Linked DNA regions of Mus musculus: region 2 is linked to region 1. Evidence: chromatin contacts called from public promoter capture Hi-C data. All regions are on one chromosome and are shown on one strand. Each heading gives the region's core, a stretch centred on a gene start, on an enhancer-like site or on the middle of the called end of the contact. The rest is flanking DNA. Distances are from core to core; before and after follow the strand shown.

Region 1 (4,998 bases), core at 1,435-3,934:
CCACTTGGGAGGTTGAGGTAAGGCATTGTATTCAGACACAGATCCGGCTATGTTGCACAGGCTGGCTGCAAAACTCACAGCAAGGGACTGCCTTGCTGAACTCCAGTGATGATAATCTAGAATTCAGGGCTTAAGAACTGAGGTCCCCAGGGGACAGTTAGTTAGCAGCCTCCACGACAGGATGGCTTTCTGAGCTGGGCACCAAAAGTGGGAGACTTTTCCTTTCTCAGCAGGGCTTCCCTGTCTCTTCCTGTCTTTGTTTGGACAGTGTCCTTAAACACAGGTGGCTGGCCTCTGAAAAGTGACCAGCTGCAGAACTCAGCACACACAGCCTGTTCTGGCTTCCCACCCACATGACCCATTGGCCCTTTCCACCTGTACCCCTCAAAAAAGCCCTTAAAGCCGGGCGTGGCACACGCCTTTAATCCCAGCACTCGGGAGGCAGAGGCAGGCGGATTTCTGAGTTCGAGGCTAGCCTGGTCTACAAAGTGAGTTCCAGGACAGCCAGGGCTATAAAGAGAAACCCTGTCTTGAAAAAACCAAAACCAACCAACCAACCAACCAACCAACCAAAAAAACCCCCAAAACCAAACCAAAAAGCCCTTAAATACGCTCTCATCCCTGGAAGAATACAGCAGACATCCCACTGCAGTAGTCTCCAGAGATCATTTTGTCCATATTCATGGCTGTCTGAACCCTCCTCTCCACCTCTGCCCCTTTTGTCCCCTCAGGCTGGTGACCTCCGGGGAGAAAAGTGGGAAGGAGGAGGGCATACAGAGACATACTTGCATGTTAGCGATCAGAGACACTGCTCACCATGGCACTAAGCACAGCATACTTCCCAACATGCACTCAGCCTCAACAGCCCATGGCACTGCTGCTGAGCCAGGTAGGGATGGATGGTGGGACAGATTGCAGACTGCACAAGGAACTTAGGTTTGACGCATGTCCAAAGCCCTGGCTCCACACCCAGAAATGGATTTTAGTGATTTGCTTGGGAGAGATATGCCAAATTTGATTTCTACAATTGGGCTGGAGGGTATGCCTGGGCTCCAACAAGAACCAGCCCCATTCCTCCTGTCATAAACCTCCCAGCAGGGCTGGAGAGATGGCTCAGTGGTTAAGAGCACTGACTGCTCTTCCAGTGGTCCTGAGTTCAATTCCCAGCAACCACATGGTGGCTCACAACCATCTGTAATGGGATTTAATGGCCTCTTCTGGTGCGTCTGAAGACAGCTACAGTGTATTCATATAAATAAAAAAAATAAAATTGAAATATCATTTAAAAAAAAAAAAAACCTCCCAGCAGCAATCCAACCCAGTTAGGCAGTTGTACCGGCACAGTGTGTGAGCCCTGACCATGGTGGCCACTGCTGCTGCTAGCATCAACACCAGCATCTTGCCTGGTTCTCCACAGCTAACACTGCTCTTCAACCGCCAAGCTTGAGAAAGTGTCTGAGCATGCGTGAGGTTAGGCCGCTTCTCTCCTACCCGCCTCTTGTCTGGGCACGCGCACCAGGTAAGAAGGCCACTAGCAGGACCTTTTGGACGTGTCGGACAAAAGCCCGGTTAGGTCTACGCAGAGGAAACTGGAAGGAGTGGGCATGCGCAATATGGAAGCAGAGCTCGCACATTTCAAACCTGAAAATTACACCCAGGTTCCCAGATCCATAAGTCAAAATCCAAAGCATGCCCAAACTTCAAGGAGGTCACCACAGCACTAGCATGAGCACACGTGGGTGTGGAAGCAGAGCTTTGGGCATGCATCAATCCACTCCCTGCTTTGTGGAGCCGGAGCATGCACACGGGTCTCTTGGGACGTGTCCTGGAAGCTTCAGTGTTTTGGTAAGTGCCTCACGGACCACTGACAACAAAGGCAACGCTGAGCAGGCGCACCTGCGCACGGCCTTTAGCATGCATACTATACGAGAGGCAAAAGCCCTCCAAGCACGCCTCCTCCAGTGTGGAGTGAAGATGCCACCAACTGCGTAGGGAGATGTAGTAAAACCTGTTGTTGTGTATCAACAAAGAACGCTGAAAAGACTAAAGTTAAAGGAGGGGTGCGCTGTACTTTTCTTCCGATGCCTTCAGAACACAGAATTTACCCTGTAAAACCTTTTTGATGGCAGTAGAAAAACAGAACGCAGTACTAAGGTACAGCTTGGACAGGACAAACCAGTAGTTGTAGGAACTGGGAGGGGCCACGCTTCTTCCAGGCCCCCTTCCTAGAGCGATGCCCCCCGCCCCCTCCGCACAAGCTCCAGTCTGGAGTCACCGCTCTGGCCACGCCCCTATGTCAAGCCCCGACCTTTGAGCCCGCCTTCGGCCATATCCCTGATTCCAGTTCCTCCAATCCCTGCCTGGTGGAGCGCCCCCCATTCGGACCACACACCAGTCCTGCTTTCTCCGTCATGTTTCCTCAAGCTTACTACACCTCTCACTTTTTCATCCAGATCCTCAAAGTCCTCTCTAGAACATCCTTCATCGGGCCACGCCCCCTTGCCGTCCAACTCCAAGCCCCGCTCTGAGCCTTGAACCACGCCCCTACTCCGCCCTCCCATCCCCAAACCCAGTCTCCCTCTGACCACGCCCACTCACTCACCTTATTCAAGCTCCGCCTCTCCAGCCCGAAGCACGCGAGCGTCATCACGTGCGCAAACGGGGGGCGAGCAGAGATGACGTAAGTGCGGTGCGCCGTCAGTATGGCTGTTCCATGGCGGCGAGCACAGGCTACGTGCGGCTCTGGGCCGCTGCGCGGTGCTGGGTTCTGCGGCGGCCGCTGCTGGCTGTCACCGGAGGCCGGGTCCCGAGCGCGTCCGGGTCGTGGCTGCGCCGAGGATGTCGGGCCTGCGACATGTCAGCTCCCTGGGGCGGCCGCGTTCTTCCCGGCGGGGTCCAGTGGCGGGGGCTGTGGGACTCGGGCAACCGCGGTGGCAGCGACGAGACCTCCGAGGGCGGTGCGGAGGACGGGGCCACGGCGAGCACCGGGGAAGGCCCGGTCGTCACAGCGCTCGCGCCCATGACCGTCCCGGATGTGTTTCCTCACCTGCCGCTCATCGCCATCACCCGCAACCCTGTGTTCCCGCGCTTTATCAAGATCGTGGAGGTAACCAGAGCCCCCGCTCCCCTGCTCTGCTAGCGGGACCGAGTGGTCTCTCAGCTCCCTCGCGTCTAAGAAACTTTTGGAACCGCACTCCTGCTTGTCATCGCACCACTCTGAGGCAAGAGGATACCACAGTCCTTGGTGGCTCACTTGGACACAAATTCTTCCCTTTTTCTGGTCCTTCAGGACCCGAGATAGTGAGTGTAGAAATCCCAGGCCGACTAGCAACAGAGTATAGTTATTTCGCTTCCATCCTGGTGAAAGTTTTGTAACGCCTTCTCAGCCTTGTTCAATGGTGTAGAGTTTATTCATTGAGACAGCCTTATGTATCTTTTGTCTTGAGACATTCTCCTTTTTCACACCCTTAATTACCCGCGTAATGTATCGGGCATAGTTGTGGGGATACAAAGTTACAGGCTTTAGGTATTACATTGTAGGAGTAGGAGAAAGGCCGGAATTACTGGAGTCTGAGTGGTTTACCAAAAAAAAAAAAGGGACAGGATTTTTTTTTTTTCCCTGACACTGTCCCTGACATCTTCCTGGTATTTACCCCTAAAAAGAAAGAAACTTCAAACAGCCTTTTAACTAAGGGAGGAAAATTCCACTGCAGGAAGCTGATCCCATCTGATCCTTTCAAATTAGCTGGCCATGAAGAGGGAGGGAGAACAGGATGATGAAATCAACAGAAAGCAGAGACTTTTAAAGGGGAATTTTCAATCTGCCATCTATTCCCCTATGTCTTGAGTTCACAGAGAGCAGTGGTTATCAGTTAACCTACTAGCAAGGTCATACAGTGAGTCACAGCCACATCACCCGCAGGCCCCCTCCATTCTCTTTGCCCTGCCAACCCTTGAAGGGAAGTGTATCAGCACAGATGTGGGGAGGGTTAAAGCGAGCTCCTCCACCTACCTCCACTCCCATGCTTCCAAGGCCCATCTCACGTTGTCTGTCTGGTAGAAGGACACACACATTTGCCAGATAACTTCTGTAGGGTAACACGGCATCATCACCTATCTACAAGTTGCTCCCCAGGGCCTTAGTTTTCCTCACCTGGGAAATGGACATAATAGCAGTTCCTGTCTTGGAATCAGAGAACTCTTGTGGAACTCACACAAACTGTATGTAAAGGCTATTTTGGTTTTGGTTGAGGCAGGATCTCATGTAGCTCAGGCTGCCCTTCTAGTTGCTGTGTAGTTGAAGTTGGCTTTAGCTCCAGATCTTCCATCTCTTTAGCTTTTGGGTAAGAAGTGCCTCATCTGGTCCTGAGTGACTGAGTTATAAGTCTCTGCTGTTTGCTGCTTGGAGGGGGTTTCCTCATACCGTGATGCTCATAGGACTTGTTATGCCTGGCAGGCTCTAGTAGTGTAGAACTGCTCTGGAGGCCCATTCTGTATCCTCTTTATTCTCAGGGCTTCTCAGACCAGGGCTGCCCACACCTGGTTCCTTAACCCTACTGTGGAGACAAATGTGTGCTGGGGCAAGAACAAAGAGATGCTTCTTCCAAGTGAACCCAATGTGCCATTGGGAGCTAGCTGTCAAGGGTGTGGTGTTGAGACAGTGGTGTGTGCTTTCCTGTTGGTATCACCTCATAAAATGACCAGAGTCAGGGAGAAAAAGATGCTGAGACCCATCACAGAACACTTACCTGGGAGCTAGTGAATAGTTGTTTTTTTATTTTTTTTTTGTTTTTTGGTGCAAAACTCAGCTTTTGGTCTACAGCCATCAGACTCATGTGCTGTCTTTGGCTCTGCAGGCTGGTTAGGGTTCTGTGTAGACTGTTTGCTTATCATGCACGAGGCTCACACAGACCGGATGTAGAGTCAAACACCTGTCATCCGAATGCTCAGAGGGTAGAAGGAGGAATCTTCCGATCAGGAATTCAGGGTTATCCAAGG
Region 2 (4,998 bases), core at 1,506-4,005, 270 kb after region 1:
CTTTATCTCTAATGGATCGTTTTCTGGGACAATGGGCGGTAGAATTTGGTGTCACACACCAGCGGTGTCAATGGCTTCTAGTAATGACATTTTTATTGAAACACACAGGGGATCAAGAGAGCTAGCTTGGAGAACACAGAGCCTCAGAGATAGGAGGACCAACCACCCACAGGGAAGCTGGTGGTATGGGGAAGAACAGTGTCTGGGTAGCCGGGGAGGGGTGGATGGATATCTGTGACTGTCACATCTCCCTGGGGACCCAGGGAAGAGGTTAGACACTGTCACATTTGTGTCCAACAATCTCAGATGAGGCAGAGGCTGCATGCTCAGATGAGGTGTGGGGCCCCACCCCCACCCCACCCCCACCCCCACCCCCACCCCCATGGATTTTTAGTGAAGGACAAAGACCAAAACTTAAATGTCACCTACTCTGCACTGCCCAAAGTCTGGGAAAGGTTCACAGGAGAGAATCCGAGAGGCAGGTCCTGGTGATGGTGCAGAGCTAGTAAGGGCCTAGTGGTGGACATGAGTGGGGTACAGAAAAGGCACCATTTTGGACTTGGAGCTGTGGACATGCAGAGGCTTCCAATACCCTGGACCATGTCCCAGACAACAGGAGTCCTGTACACAGCCATCAGCCTGGACTCACAGTCTGATGCAGTAACCCTGTGTCAGTGGTCTCCTAAGCCAGGCTCAGGATTCTGCCCAATCACTGTGTTCAAACTTAAAAACAAAGAATTAGGGGCAGGTCCTCTGAGAACAAGGAGGGGGGCTGCTCAGAACAAAGAGAATATGGGTGGAGACAGGAGACACTTCCAGGACCTATGTGCTATACACTGTGGCCTGCATGGTAGGCAGCATGGACAGCAGGCCTGTGGTCACCCAGGTCTCTCTGAGGTCTGTCCACCTGAAAGAGGTGTGACCTATATGTGGACATCCCAAAAGTCACCAGCAGGTGACTGAGCCTGAGACAGCCTGCAAAGGTGAATTCCCAACAGGAAGTATGCCAATCAAGCTTTTACATATGGTTGGAGAGAAGACTGAACCGTTTATACAAAGTTCAGCAATGGCCTTTCCCAGGCCACGCAGCCCAGGGACATGGAGTGTATGGAGTTCAAAGACAAATGGGGTAGCTCAAGTCCTCAAGCCAGGACAGCAGCACTGTGTGCAGAGAGGGCAATGGGACTTCAAGGGCTCCTGCAGAGCACAGCAGTTCACCGCACACATGGAGAGTACACATGAACACACACCTAGGCCCCCATCCTTCGTTCCACAGTAAGAAAGAGGGGGTTCCATGGCCTACCGGGAGCCTGCAAAGAATTCAGTGGCTCAGGGATAAAGAGATGGCCCAGTAGTTAAGAGCACTGGCTAATCTTCCAAAGTACCTAGATTCAATTCCCAGCACCCATATGACAGCTCACTCCAGTTCCAGGGATTGGACAGACACATATGCAGGCAAAACACCAATGCACATAAAATAAAAATAAGTCATTATTAAAAACTCATTGGGGTGAGTCTGGCCTCATCAGGAGATGGCCCCTCCAAGGTCAGGGCTGCAGAAAGCAAGGGTGTTCCCACACAGCCTGAAGGCAAGGGGCTACTGTAGGCTGCCTAGAGAGCCCAAAGGGTTCATACACTCCACTTCTGAGCCACAGAGCCCCAGGCACACAGATACCACAGAGCCCACGCTCCATCTGTGATTCCTCTCCAGGAAGAAGGAAAGGAACCAGGCACCCTGAAAAAGAGACAGTGTTGGGTCCAACTGTCGGCCTAGCACAGGGCCACCCTGCTTCTTCCTCTCTTGACTTCTCTGAGAATTAAAACATTTAATTTTAGAGTTTATTTCACCTCAAAGTACAGTGTGGCAGACATTAAAGAATGCCCTGCTGGGAGAGAATACCCAGGAGACGACCTGAGCCACACAGTCAAGGTCAGCATTAGCATGGCCAGTCTGTGATGGAGGGACCACAGACACTATACTCCACATCACCAAGGCCAGCGAGCAAGAAGGAAAGTGGGAAGTCAGATAACAGGCTGCCCAGAGGAGCTAGGAGGACTGTGTAAGACACTGAAAACTCTGCATAGCGCATGGTCCACTCCTGGGAAAGCTGCAGTGCTGGCTCACCATAGACAGATCCACCTGCACTATCAGGTAAAAGAGGGAGGAACAGGAAGAGGGAGGAAGAGGACAGAGACAAGGAGGAAGAGGACAAAGAGGAGGAAGAAGACAGAAAGTAAAAGAAGTAGACAGAGAGAGGAAGAGGAAGACAAAAAGGGAGGGGAGGGGGCAGGGAGAGGAAGACAGAGGAGAGAGGAAGAAAGGAGAGAAGAAAGGAGACAGAGAGGGGGAGGAAAAGGGTGGTGGAAGGGAGAGGAATCCCCAACCAAAAAAAGTAGGCCATATAAAAACCAAAGAGAAAGAGCTACGGGCCACCACCCCAGCTCACCGTTTGGCTCAAGAGCCCAACTCAGCTCCAATTCCCCAAGTCTGTGGGGTGGGGAGGGGCTCCTCACAAACTGCTGCAGGCTAACAGCCCTGATTCAGGCAAAGAATACAGAAGGCTTCCTGCTCAGCATTGCTTACAGAGCTCTGCAGCCCAGAAGCAAACTCTTTAAGTGAAGACAGAAAGGCAGGGGAGAGTCAAGTGGGACCCTGTATGAGCCCCAACATGCAAATGGTGTGCTGGCTGCTCTGACCCTCAGATCCTGGGAACACAGCTGCGAGGCAGGGCCTGCCACAGCCAAGTCTTCGGCAGGCCTGGTTGTGGAAAGGACAAAGCAGGACGGCTCATCGAGCTAATGGGCACAGGCTGTGACTCAGAGCTGCACCCTGCCGTGTGCACCAGATTCCCTGAAATTGCCCGTCATCATCAGAGCATCGTGGTGGCTAATGACACAGGGCTCATCTTGCATGCCAGGGGCCCAATGCCCCAGTTCAAGCTCAGGCACGTCACAAGCCTCAGTTACTTATCTGGCTGCAGTGGTGGCTGAGATGTACAGCAGTCTCAACAAGCGGAAGGCCAGAACCATGGCATTAGGGTGACAGAGCAGCTGTGGCCAGAGTGAGGCCAAGGGCCCAATGACAAGGCAGCAAGGGGTACTGGGCCAGGAATAACACAATTGTCCCTTGCTAGCTTCTGTGTGTCTGGACCAAGTGGTTGCGATGGCTGGAGAGCCAAGCCCCACAGGACAGAGCTTTGAGTCCAGCTGGAGAATGCCCCTGGCTGGCTCTCAATCACCTTACATTTGGGGTCTCCTGGCTTCTAGTCCTGAGGGAGGGAACACACAGTAGCCTGTGGACTGACTTCACATGCTTGCAATGTCGGAGACAACATAGGTCAGGGGACATGGAGTGATTGCATCCTTGGGACAGAGGCCAAGGCCATCATTGAGATGTGGACTGGGTAGAGAAAGATCCTGCCACAGCCATACTTGGTGCATTAGCAACACAGCCACAGAGCCTGTTGTTAGGCTCTACAGCACAGGGCAGCTACCTGGGACAAATGTCACCCTTGGAGGAGGTTCCTTCTATAGAGAGCTCTGCAATCTCATAAACCCCAAGGACAACTGAGGACAAGCACCATGGCCAGGTGCTCTAGAGAGGACAGAGTGGCAGTGCAGGGACCATGAAGAAGTCCCCCATCCCCACTCCCACCCCCCCAGTGGTGATGTCCCCACACCAAGAGACCATCACAGTCACTGGCTTCAGGTCAGAGCAGGGACAGCAGCAGCTCACAGACTTGCACACATCAGTTCAACTCAGACATTGTGGGGCATCTGCCTTTCCAAAGCACTGCAGGGAATACTTGGCACATGGAAAGCATCCACCTCCCAGGTGTCTACCACACAGTAGAGGCAGGACAAGGGAGGGACCAGCAATGTGAGCCAGATAAGAGACAACCACTCCAAGCTGCGCTGCCTCCTGCTGGCTTCATCATCAGAGGGATCTGGCAGCTCAGCTGACAACTGGAAGGAACCACCCTCACAGGTGCAGAGAGTTAGGGTAGGGCACAAGAACCATCTTTGCTCCCTCAGTATGGGGGCTGCAAGGCACTCAGAAGCCAGTGCCATACCAGCTGATAGAGATCCAAGCCAGGGCAGCTCTCCAGCAGATCCAGCCGTCCTTTGGGGTCTTAGAGGGCAATTGATGTAGGCTACCTTCCCTAGGCTAGGCTAAAGGGTCTGACTAACCATAGTGGTCATAGCAGATTACACAGGGTGGAGGGGGAAGCACGACTGGGAGACCTTCAAATACAGGCCTCCTCATTTCCCATACAAGGCACTGTCCTTGGAAGCCTTATAACAGCTGTACAGTGTGCCCACTCCTCCAGAGACCCCAGTGCAAGAACAGCTTTCTATAGAGAGCATGAGAGCCCACCGCTCCTTCAAGTGCCACCTGCAGGGGCAGCTTCTGGAAGACTAGACAGAACCTGCCCAGGGCAGCACACACCCCCACCTTCAGATTCCTTGACCCTCAAATCACACCAGTCAAAGCTGCAACAGATGCAGAGAACCTTCAGAAAATACTGCAACCTGCAGATATCCTCATGTATCCAAAACCCAGTATGGTGCTGAACCAGAACACAAAACATAGACTGGACTAGAGGATCTGATGGAGGAGGGGTTGCAACAGTTCCCTCTGAGAGTAAAGCATTCCATTTTGCAGAGATGCATTTTAAACAGGAAGGTAAGCAACTAAAAACAGCTTCAGGAAGTCCCTGAAACCAACCAGCTTCACTTGGCCCCTCCCTGTCAGAGTGAGCACTAATAAAGCTGAGCTCAGGAAACCAGTCTGCCTGGAAGATGCTCAGACCAACTGAGGCACTGGAAAGGACAGTCTGCATCCTGACATCCTCCCTGCAGGCTGTGCGGTGAGCATCAGGTTCTCAGCTTTCTGAGCTGTCACTCAGGCCTTGGTGATGCAGCTGTCTGTGAGTCATTTCTGCTCCAGTAGGTGACCCCTCATGCATATGCCTGTCAGTGACCCCAATAAAACTC

The links. Promoter capture Hi-C pulls out the DNA fragments that hold promoters and counts their contacts.
Region 2: a contact with region 1 is called in a promoter capture Hi-C map of the HPC-7 cell line. The contact joins the enhancer-like site here to the promoter of Lonp1 in region 1. A contact is called at or near these places in 13 of 39 promoter capture datasets (the 3T3-L1 cell line, 3T3-L1-derived adipocytes, the HPC-7 cell line and 8 more), 1 of 484 Hi-C or Micro-C datasets (nephron progenitors), 15 of 115 datasets of contacts at active chromatin or transcription factors (the HPC-7 cell line, T-cell acute lymphoblastic leukemia, bone marrow-derived macrophages and 11 more) and 3 of 9 other capture datasets (adipose tissue, liver and macrophages).

Annotation. Positions count from the first base shown.
Region 1 is chr17:56,624,589-56,629,586 of GRCm38.p6, reverse strand. Lonp1 (lon peptidase 1, mitochondrial) reads left to right here and starts at 2,684. Exons shown (of 18, transcript NM_028782.2): 1 at 2,684-3,106. The coding sequence starts at 2,714. It overlaps Catsperd (cation channel sperm associated auxiliary subunit delta), which reads right to left and starts at 1,444. Exons shown (of 22, transcript NM_175350.3): 1 at 1,337-1,444. The coding sequence starts at 1,398.
Region 2 is chr17:56,358,433-56,363,430 of GRCm38.p6, reverse strand. The region is part of intron 5 of Kdm4b (lysine (K)-specific demethylase 4B); the gene reads right to left. Among named protein-coding and RNA genes, the nearest start is that of Gm32715, 28 kb to the left of the region's middle. Within about 2 kb of position 2,755, at least 77 of the 459 cell types and tissues checked have an H3K27ac peak or open chromatin away from gene starts, as enhancers often do. A contact at or near this core is called in the HPC-7 cell line, embryonic forebrain, forebrain and 2 more, where this site is marked.